Regions from separate parts of the Hordeum vulgare genome. Here region 1 is linked to region 2. A link is a contact called in public Hi-C data. All regions are on one chromosome and are shown on one strand. Each heading gives the region's core, a stretch centred on a gene start, on an enhancer-like site or on the middle of the called end of the contact. The rest is flanking DNA. Distances are from core to core; before and after follow the strand shown.

Region 1 (4,489 bases), core at 1,502-4,001, 170 kb before region 2:
ACTTAGCATGTCCCTAGTATTTAGTCTATAAAAAATAAGAAACAAGACAACGACTCTGAGCTTCATTGATCGCATCATGAAGCATTTCCACTAGAGTATCCACAGCAGTATAACTTTTACGGCAATTGAAATAACTAAACTTTACTTTATCTACTACTCGTAGAGCATTTTTAGTTAATTCAGTTAAGATTTATGGTACCTCTAGTACATGATTAGTGATTTCAGTTTTGACTTATGGTACTTGATTTTTAGAGCGAGGGCCAAATGAGCCAGCTCTTGAGTGGGAAAAGAGAACTCGGATCGCACTGGGATCTGCCAGAGGACTGTCTTACTTGCATGATCACTGTGATCCCAAGATCATTCATCGTGATGTCAAAGCTGCAAACATTCTCTTGGATGAAGACTTTGAGGCGGTTGTGGGCGACTTTGGACTGGCCAAGCTTATGGACTACAAGGACACTCATGTAACCACAGCTGTCCGTGGAACGATCGGGCACATTGCTCCCGAGTACCTATCCACCGGGAAGTCCTCTGAGAAGACGGATGTTTTCGGTTACGGCATCATGCTTCTGGAGCTTATCACTGGACAGAGGGCGTTTGACCTCGCACGTCTTGCGAATGACGACGATGTCATGCTGCTTGACTGGGTAAGTTCTCCTCTATCTTTTTTTTTTGAACCGGGAGTTCTCTATCATTGAGCATACATATCATGAGCAGCGATGCAACTCTAGTTTTGTTTGCATCGTGCATCTTAGCTGTCTGCCAGTTCTAGTTTGAGAGCTGGAGCAAACGGTTTGTCATTATTGGTTCAGTGTCCTATAGCATGCGTGATCAGTGACAGTTAGTAAACAAGGTGACTGACACTTGGCCTCCCTCCCATGCGTGATGTGTGATGTGTAGTGTCATCCATGATTGAGAGAGAGGAGGCTAGCGTGAGAGGTGAAAAGTGATGCCGAGAATTGTGTGTTGCGTTGGTGCAGGTGAAAGGGCTGCTGAAAGAGAAGAAGGTGGAGATGCTGGTGGACCCGGACCTGCAGAGCGTGTACGTGGAGCACGAGGTGGAGGCGCTGATCCAGGTGGCGCTGCTGTGCACGCAGGGGTCACCGATGGACCGGCCCAAGATGTCGGAGGTGGTGAGGATGCTGGAGGGCGACGGGCTGGCGGAGCGCTGGGAGGAGTGGCAGAAGGTGGAGGTGGTCCGGCAGGAGGCGGAGCTGGCTCCGCGACACAACGACTGGATCGTCGACTCCACTTTCAACCTCCGGGCGGTGGAGCTGTCCGGCCCGAGGTAACAGGAAAAAAATGAAGAAAACAAAACCGTCTCCTGAGGCTCCGGACAGCCCCTCGTTGCAGAATTTCTAGCTCTCTTTTGTACATGATGACAGACAGAGTCCTGCTAGCAGTAGCAAATTTGAAAGGGAAAGAATGTGTTCTATCTATCCTGGCGTCAGTAATTCTAGTCGCAGGCTGCACATTGTTGTGCTGGCTAATGCTAAAATCCTGCTGTATTGTTTGTACGTGCACATACACTTCATCGGTGCTGGTAGTAGTGCTAAATCCTTGATAGTAGTAGTGCTAAATCCTGCTGTATTGTTTTGTTTGTACGCGCAGCACTGAGTGCCACTGTGGCTCGCGGCACGTTAACGTTATTATTTCTTACATACAACACTCAAGGAACAGACAATCCACAAGCTTGACGCCAACGCCAGCAAGAGCAGAATCACGAAGCGAGAAGAAAGGAACACAGGCGTTGCAGAGCCTAGACTAGAGGGTGGGGACGCGGAAGAACCTGCCGCGGCACATGCAGCGGTAGGCGATGGGGCACGACTCGGAGGCCTCGGCGCACCGGAAGCTCACCATGACCCGCTTGCACGGGGCGCACGCCCCGCACGCGTGCGCGCAGTCCGGCAGCCGCGACCCCGTCACCGCTCCCTCCTTGAGCATCATCCCTTGCTTCTCCTGATGGGACGACGGCGAGGCCGCTTGCCCTCCGGGCGTCGCCTCACGGCCAGGTTGCAGGGCATCGGCACCTGAACCTGCATAATGCACGTAACGTGTCAATTGCCAGCCACATGTGCCATGTCGTCTGCTGGCAGTGGTAAGTAGCCGGAGTACTAGGTACGAGTCCACGCGAGTACGTAACGATCGACTGGCTGGCTTACTTGGTGTGGTTCTGGTGCCATGGGTCACGCACGAGCAGGAGGCCATGGCCAGCGCAAGGGCCAGCGCCAGAGCTCCCACGCCAGCTGACTTCCTCATTAAGGCCTTGTTCGGTTAATCCCTCCCAAGAGGGATTGAAGAGGATTGAAGGGGATTTAGATGAAATTTGAGTTGTAGGAGATTTAATCCCTCTCAATCCCCTCCAAACCTCTTCAAATTTAGAGGAACCGAACAAGGCCTAATCGTCTCGTCTCGCACCGCAGCTAGCTCGCACGTTGTGGAGGAGTCGTACGTGGAGGAACTGAGGAAGCCAGGGAATGAGGAAGCTGAGATAGCCGGCCAGGCGATGCTGGCGAAGTGGCGAGCGCTTGCTTATATACACACACTGCTAGTACGTACGCACGCTTCAGAGACTGATGCGCGTGCAAGGGCAAGCGACCATAAATAACAGCGGAGTGGAGATACGGCGGCTCACACGATCCTCGATAGGATTCACATGGAACCCTTGTGCCTGCGTGCAGCCAGTGAGCACGAAGAAGACGAGGAGTAGTAGATGTGCGTGCCTACCAGCAGTGTGTGTGTGTGTGTGTGATCGGTCGATGGCGGAACAAGCTGCTCCGACCGGCACGTATTTATGCCCGTCATCGCCGCGCCGGTGGGCGCCGCAGGCAGGAGCGCAGTTATTGCGCCGCCGCAGAGGAGCAGCTGGAGCTGGGGGAGAGGCCCGGAAGAGGACGACGTCGCTTCCCGTGGATATACTTTATGTTCACATAGTATACTGTAACACTGAAACTCTTCTGGGTGCAGAATATATCCGTCTATATTCTGCTCTGCTCTGCTCTGCTGCGCCTCTTTGGTTCGGTTAATGCACCAGTACAACAACTCTGGTCAAGCAAGCCAAGCCGGCATCAATGCAGCTGCGAGCTGCTCTCTTGCGCGGTTTAATGGCGCGCATGTAAGCTGCATGCATGGACCGGCTGCCGGCACGGCGACGTGTCTGACGCTGCCAAGTTCTTCGTGGTGTGGGTCTGACGCGGCCATGACACTTGTTTCATGTGCATCGTGGGCCTGATGGATGGAATTGGGTTGAGTTCGTCGGGTACGAGCTTCTGGATGAGTGAATAGGCTCTTCGACATAACCACTAGTTGCTCAGCTCAAGCCTTTTCGTGTCAACAGAAGGGGGCTATGAACCGAAGGCCTGAGACTCGTTGCTTTGGAACCACCTAGCCCTAGGCATTAGTCTGAAACTTGCTGCGGTGCTTCAGTTGGTACTAAAATCTGATCTGTACTACTTCTACTTCAGCTAGTTTTTCGACTAGACTTCCATGCTGAGATGAAATGATGAATGAAAAAACAGGCATTATCTGTTCTTCAGTAAAATGGGGCTCGGTGTCATCCATCTGTAGCCTCTGAAATCTTATGTTGGACTGCAGTCTTGTAAAGCTTAAATCTGCCGCTCATGTATGAAAAATACAGTACTCTGCAACCTCAAAGCTGCAATAAGAGTGACAGTTGTTGCTGGTGGCGTGAGAACAGAACTTCAATATGCGGCATGGCCATTCCAGCGACGGAATTTTAACGAAGAGAAGAGGAAGAGACCATTTACGTTCCACAATATCAAGGGATATTTACAATTGTGTGCATGCCGGATCCGTGGCGCAATGGTAGCGCGTCTGACTCCAGATCAGAAGGTTGCGTGTTCGATTCACGTCGGGTTCAATATCCCGAACTAAATATCCGGTACTTTTTAACTGTTGAGTGCAGTATGAATTTTTTGACACAACTGAGCTAGCTAATGGCGGTTCATGTTTCAGTTTTTGGTTTATGTTTCAGGTGAGGCTAAGATACATGGTGTACTAGACAATGCGTTTTTTCTTTTACATAATTGAGTTAATGGTGGCAGTTTTTTGACGTAACTGAACTGGTGGTGCTTGATAATTCAATTTTTGTTTTTGAGTGTTGGTTTATGTTTCAAGTGAGGTTAAGATGCATGGGGTACTAATGGTGGTTGATGTTTCAGTTTTTACTACAGTTGGTTTATGTTTCAGGTGAGGTTAGGATGCATGGTGTGCTACACAATGCCTACAAAGTTAAGGTTTAAGTTAGACTTATATCAAAAGGTACCTCCTGAGGTACGAGGTTCTCCTCCGCCGGTAGGCCGGAGCTGTACGGCGAGGCCTCAATTTACCGGTGGGAGTCATAGGTTTTTCTACTTCGTGTATCGGATATATCTTCTTTAAGCGGTGGCGAGATAATGATGTCGCTGTTGGCGTGGAATAAGGTTTTGTCGCTCCACCCTTGTCCCGGTGATGTTTCCTCGTATCGCTG
Region 2 (4,666 bases), core at 33-2,532:
TTGGTTTTTGACCGTAGAGGTGTCTCGGTCATGTCTGCATAGTTCTCGAACCCGCAGGGTGTGCACACTTAACGTTCGATGACGCTAGAGTAGTATTGGGATATGTATGTTGGTGAAGAATGTTGTTCGGGGTCCCGGATGAGATCCCGGACGTCACGAGGAGACCCGGAATGGTCCGGAGGTAAAGATTTATATATGGGAAGTCCTGTTTTGGCTACCGGATAAGTTTTGGGTTTAATCGGTATTGTACCGGGAAGCTTCTCGAAGGTTCCAAAAGGTTCTAGAGGAGTCCGGAAGGGTCCTTCCAGCCCCTAGGACGTGCATGGGCTGTAAGGGGGTGTCCAAGCCTTGTTGGGCCAGCCTCCAAAGACCCATGCGGTTGGGAGGGAAGAGTCCCTAAAGGAGAAGACACCTCCTAGGTGCCTTGGGGAGGGATGAAACCTCCCTAGGCCCACCCCCCTCCTTGGAAGAGGGGCTAGGGCTGCAACCCAACCCTCCTCCTAGCCTCCTATATATAGTGAGGGAGAGGGAGGGGCTGAACACACCAATTCCCACGCACCAGTAGCAGCACTCCCTCTCCCATAACTTCGTTTTCTTCTCAGATCGGTTCTGACAGTGCTTGGCGAAGCCCTGCTCGCACTGCTCCATCATCATGTCCACCATGTCGTCGTGCTGGTTGAGATCACATCTACTTCTCCTCCTCTCTTGCTTGATCAAGAAGGAGGAGACGTCATCGAGCCGTGCGTGTGCTGAACGCGGAGATGTCATTCGTTCGGAGCTAGATCGGGAAGGATCGTGATGAGATCGCGAAACGGACTGCGATTTGGATCGTGAAGATGTCCCACTACATCAAACCACGTATATATGCTTCTGCTTTGCGATCTACAATGGTATGTAGATGCACTCTTCCCTCTCGTAGATGGTCATCACCATGGATAGATTTTGTGTGCGTGTAGAATTTTTTTGTTTCCAATGCGACGTTTCTCAACAATACAAACGCAATCGCTTATATATACGTGCATACATTTACCCCTATAAACGCACACACGTACACCCAACCCTGTGAGCATTTTCAAAAGACTGAGCCGGCATATCATTTTGAGATTTACGTTAAAAATAATGAAATCATCAGGACTTGAACCATGCTGAGCTGAGCTGGGATACCACTGTCGTATCCTGTGTATTCTCGAAAATAAAGATGCTCTTAGCGTGCTGTTCTGCACGTACGTATCGGTAAAAGATGTGACGCCCTTCACTTGTACGTATATAAAACCTTGCCTTGCGGGCTTCCCAGACCCGATCGACTCGTCCAAATCGCCAGTCAGATTCTTCCACGCGGTCTTTCGTGGGTTCTGCTCCCTCCCGCGCCTGCTGATGGCCCGTTAGACTGCTCTGCTCACTCTCTTCCCTCCATCGTGCGCGCAAATGAATCACTGTGCGCTAAGCTACTAAGCTACTCCTTTTTTCTTTCTTACCTCCAGCAGCTGGACGCCTACGATGGTCGGCGGCCGCGCTCGTCCTGCTCTTCCTTGCCGCCGGAGCGGCGGCGGAGGCTGTACGCAGGGAGGTTGTGACCTCGCCGCACGGCGCCGTGGCGGCCGACGACGGGCGGTGCTCGAGGATCGGGCGTGACGCGCTCCGCCGCGGCGGCACCGCCGTGGACGCCGCTGTCGCCACGTCGCTCTGCCTCGGCGTGGTCAGCCCCGCGTCCAGCGGCATCGGCGGGGGCGCGTTCATGCTCGTCAGGCTCGCCGACGGCACGGCCGTCATTTACGACTCCCGTGAGACCGCGCCACTGGCCGCCACAAAGGTGAGTATCTCGAGGAGTCGTCTCTTACCTCGTAGTCTACCCGAAGACTTGTGGATGCTTGTGCCTTCCCTTACTTTATTCGTTCAATCATATCATTTGAGAGTTGAGACTGGCTAATGGCTATACTTACGGTGTACACCAATGCAAATTGTCATGGTCTTACACCCTTTTTACGACGCTGATTGAGCCGAAATGTTTTATGGCTGTGTAGGGGAGCGGTGACTCTCATACTTCCACACCAAAATTTTCAAACTTACTGACAAGAACACCATCAAACCTATCCCATTAGGAAAAAGAATATCATCAAGCCGATGGAGTATCGAACTAATGATATATATAACCAGACACATACCTACTCGGTGGTTAATTCACATGGTTGGTGCGCCTTCCTAGGTCTGTCATACCACTATTCTGTTACAGCTGGCAAAGAACATGCATACTCGCAGATCCGTGATTACATAACATGCATACTCTCTGCTACCTGCTCGATTCCTACTCCCAACTAGTAGTATTCAGTATTGATCGACTTTTGATAGTACTTGATCAATGCAGTTCAAGGATATGTTTGTGCATATACGTAATACACACGCACACACAAACTTGCTGTCGCTTGTGTTGGATTGTACTAGTACCTTGGAGTGATGGGAAGAACAAAAGAATGATCGTTGTGGCCGAGGGGGCACACGCGTGGAGGCTAAGCTACATAGTGGCGCCATGATCAACGCCGCGCGTTGTCCATGTCTTGACCAGTGGAAAGGAGGCGCTCCACGCTATCATGCGCCCGGGAAAGCCAAAACGAATCCGCGTTCGGCCGGCCGGCGTGCAAACTGATGCTACGATGCCACCAACCACGTCCCGTTCAGCGCTTCGTCCGCTTCTCTTTTGTCAGTGCACTAGTGCGGTAATCTACAGGAACACGATCCGCAATTCCATATGCCTGCCAGTTGTTGTACTTCTTCTCCCGTTGAAAACTTAAAACTAAGAAACTAATTGCTACTCTGGAGTCTTGAACATGATTATATGGCTATTTACCGTTTGTGATTTGGCAAGAACAATCACTCCTGTACGTAAAGAAAAGAAAAAAGTGAATTTTGAACGATGGAGATCTCCACTGTGCATTCAGGACATGTACGGCGGCAACGACACGCTGAAAGCAAGGGGCGCGCTCTCCATCGGTGTCCCGGGTGAAATCGCCGGCCTCTACGAGGCATGGAAGCGCCATGGCAAGCTCCCATGGAAGGAGCTGGTGCTGCCGGCCGCGAAGCTCGCCCGGGCGTTCAGGGTGTCGCCATACCTCCACATGCAGATGAAAGCGACCGAGGCCGGCATCCTCGGCAACGCCGGGATGCGGGCCGTGTACGCCTCGGACGGGGCGCTCCTCAAGGTCGGCGACGTGTGCCGCAACGGCAAGCTCGCGTGGACTCTCCAGGCCGTCGCGGAGAGAGGGCCGGCCGCGTTCTACGGAGGCTCCGTGGCGGATCTGCTGGTGAAGGACGTGAAGGAGGCCGGAGGGATCATGACCAAGGAGGACCTGGAGAAGTATCAGATCAAGGTGCGCCGCCCGCTTTCGCAGAGCGTCATGGGGCTTACCGTGCTCAGCATGCCTCCTCCTTCCGCCGGTGGTGCCGGCCTCATGCTGGTAGGTTTTCTATTACTACAGTACATGCTAAATTTTGTTTACTGTTTTTCTTTTCGGTATTTTTTTGTTTTGTTTTGTTTGAGATTCTATGCCTTTTGCTCTGTATTGTTTCCAACTTTCCATGGACTGAGATATTACATATTAGCTGTTTCCTTGTTTCCTGCATAGTCAACCAGAGTAGCTGTTTCATTGAGAAGATATGCATCTTGCTTAAGAATATTGGTCCTGGATAAGGTTTGATATAAATGTGATGACTTCACATTTGAAGTATGTGAAGTTCTTTATGATTGATATAAGCACACTTTCGGTGGGAGATAAGCACAGGAGTTGCATTCAGGCCTCCTCACGCTTTTGGGAGAAAAATCTAACATTGTGATGGTGACAATTTCTGCGTGCATGCTATTTCTTGATGTCTTTTTTTTTTTTTTACTTTTTACTCGATGAACAGGTTTTGAACATCCTTGCTCAGTATGGAGTTTCTGGTATCTCTGGTTCTCTTGGGATTCATCGCCTTGTTGAGTCCTTGAAACATTACATGGCAGTGAAGATGAATCTTGGAGATCCTGACTTTGTTGATGTTGGTGCGGTTGTCTCTGATATGCTCTCTCCCAAGTTTGCTGCTGAGCTGAAGAGAACAATTTACGATAATATGACGTTTTCACCTCAACATTACGGTGGAAGGTAAAGAAACCTGCTTCCCAAAACCATATTCTCATTACCATCGTGGATGATATGCCCCGAAATCACATGACCATGGAGCTGAACTTCTCAGTGCACTACATCTTGGAGCAGTGCCAACTTTCCTGATTCAGTGCCAACTGACGTACCAACCCTGCCTGACCTATATTTGCATGTTTCAGGTGGAACATCCTTCAGGACCACGGGACCAGCCACCTATCCATCGTGGACGGCGAGAGAAACGCCGTGTCGATGACGAGCACCGTCAACTCCTACTTCGGATCCCTGATCCTGTCCCCGAGCACAGGCGTTCTGCTCAACAACGAGATGGACGACTTCTCCATGCCGGGGAACACCACCGCCAACTCTCCACCGCCGGCTCCCAACAACTTCGTGGCCCCTCTGAAACGCCCCCTCTCCTCCATGTGTCCCACCATCGTTCTCAAGGTTAGATTAGTAGGCCGCAATGGAAGATGTGGTAACTTTTCTGACGAGGCTGCGGTTTTGGCTCAAGGTTTTGATTGTTTTCGTGCTGTGTC

Evidence for each region. Hi-C and Micro-C count contacts between places; a contact is called where the count stands out from the background.
Region 1: a contact with region 2 is called in a Hi-C map of leaf, with 4 times the contacts expected there. The contact joins the promoter of LOC123426895 here to the promoter of LOC123426893 in region 2. A contact is called at or near these places in 4 of 6 Hi-C or Micro-C datasets (leaf and seedling).

What each region holds. Positions count from the first base shown.
Region 1 is chr2H:508,599,621-508,604,109 of MorexV3_pseudomolecules_assembly, reverse strand. LOC123426895 (protein EPIDERMAL PATTERNING FACTOR 2-like) reads right to left here and starts at 2,751. Exons shown (of 2, transcript XM_045110798.1): 1 at 2,163-2,751; 2 at 1,641-2,036. The coding sequence starts at 2,259. The coding sequence ends at 1,765. LOC123426894 (LRR receptor kinase SERK2) reads left to right here. Exons shown (of 11, transcript XM_045110797.1): 10 at 253-647; 11 at 981-1,580. The coding sequence ends at 1,292. TRNAW-CCA (a tRNA gene) reads left to right here and starts at 3,809; the gene lies at 3,809-3,880.
Region 2 is chr2H:508,427,482-508,432,147 of MorexV3_pseudomolecules_assembly, reverse strand. LOC123426893 (glutathione hydrolase 1-like) reads left to right here and starts at 1,282. Exons shown (of 7, transcript XM_045110795.1): 1 at 1,282-1,381; 2 at 1,482-1,810; 3 at 2,934-3,449; 4 at 3,898-4,130; 5 at 4,310-4,574. The coding sequence starts at 1,375.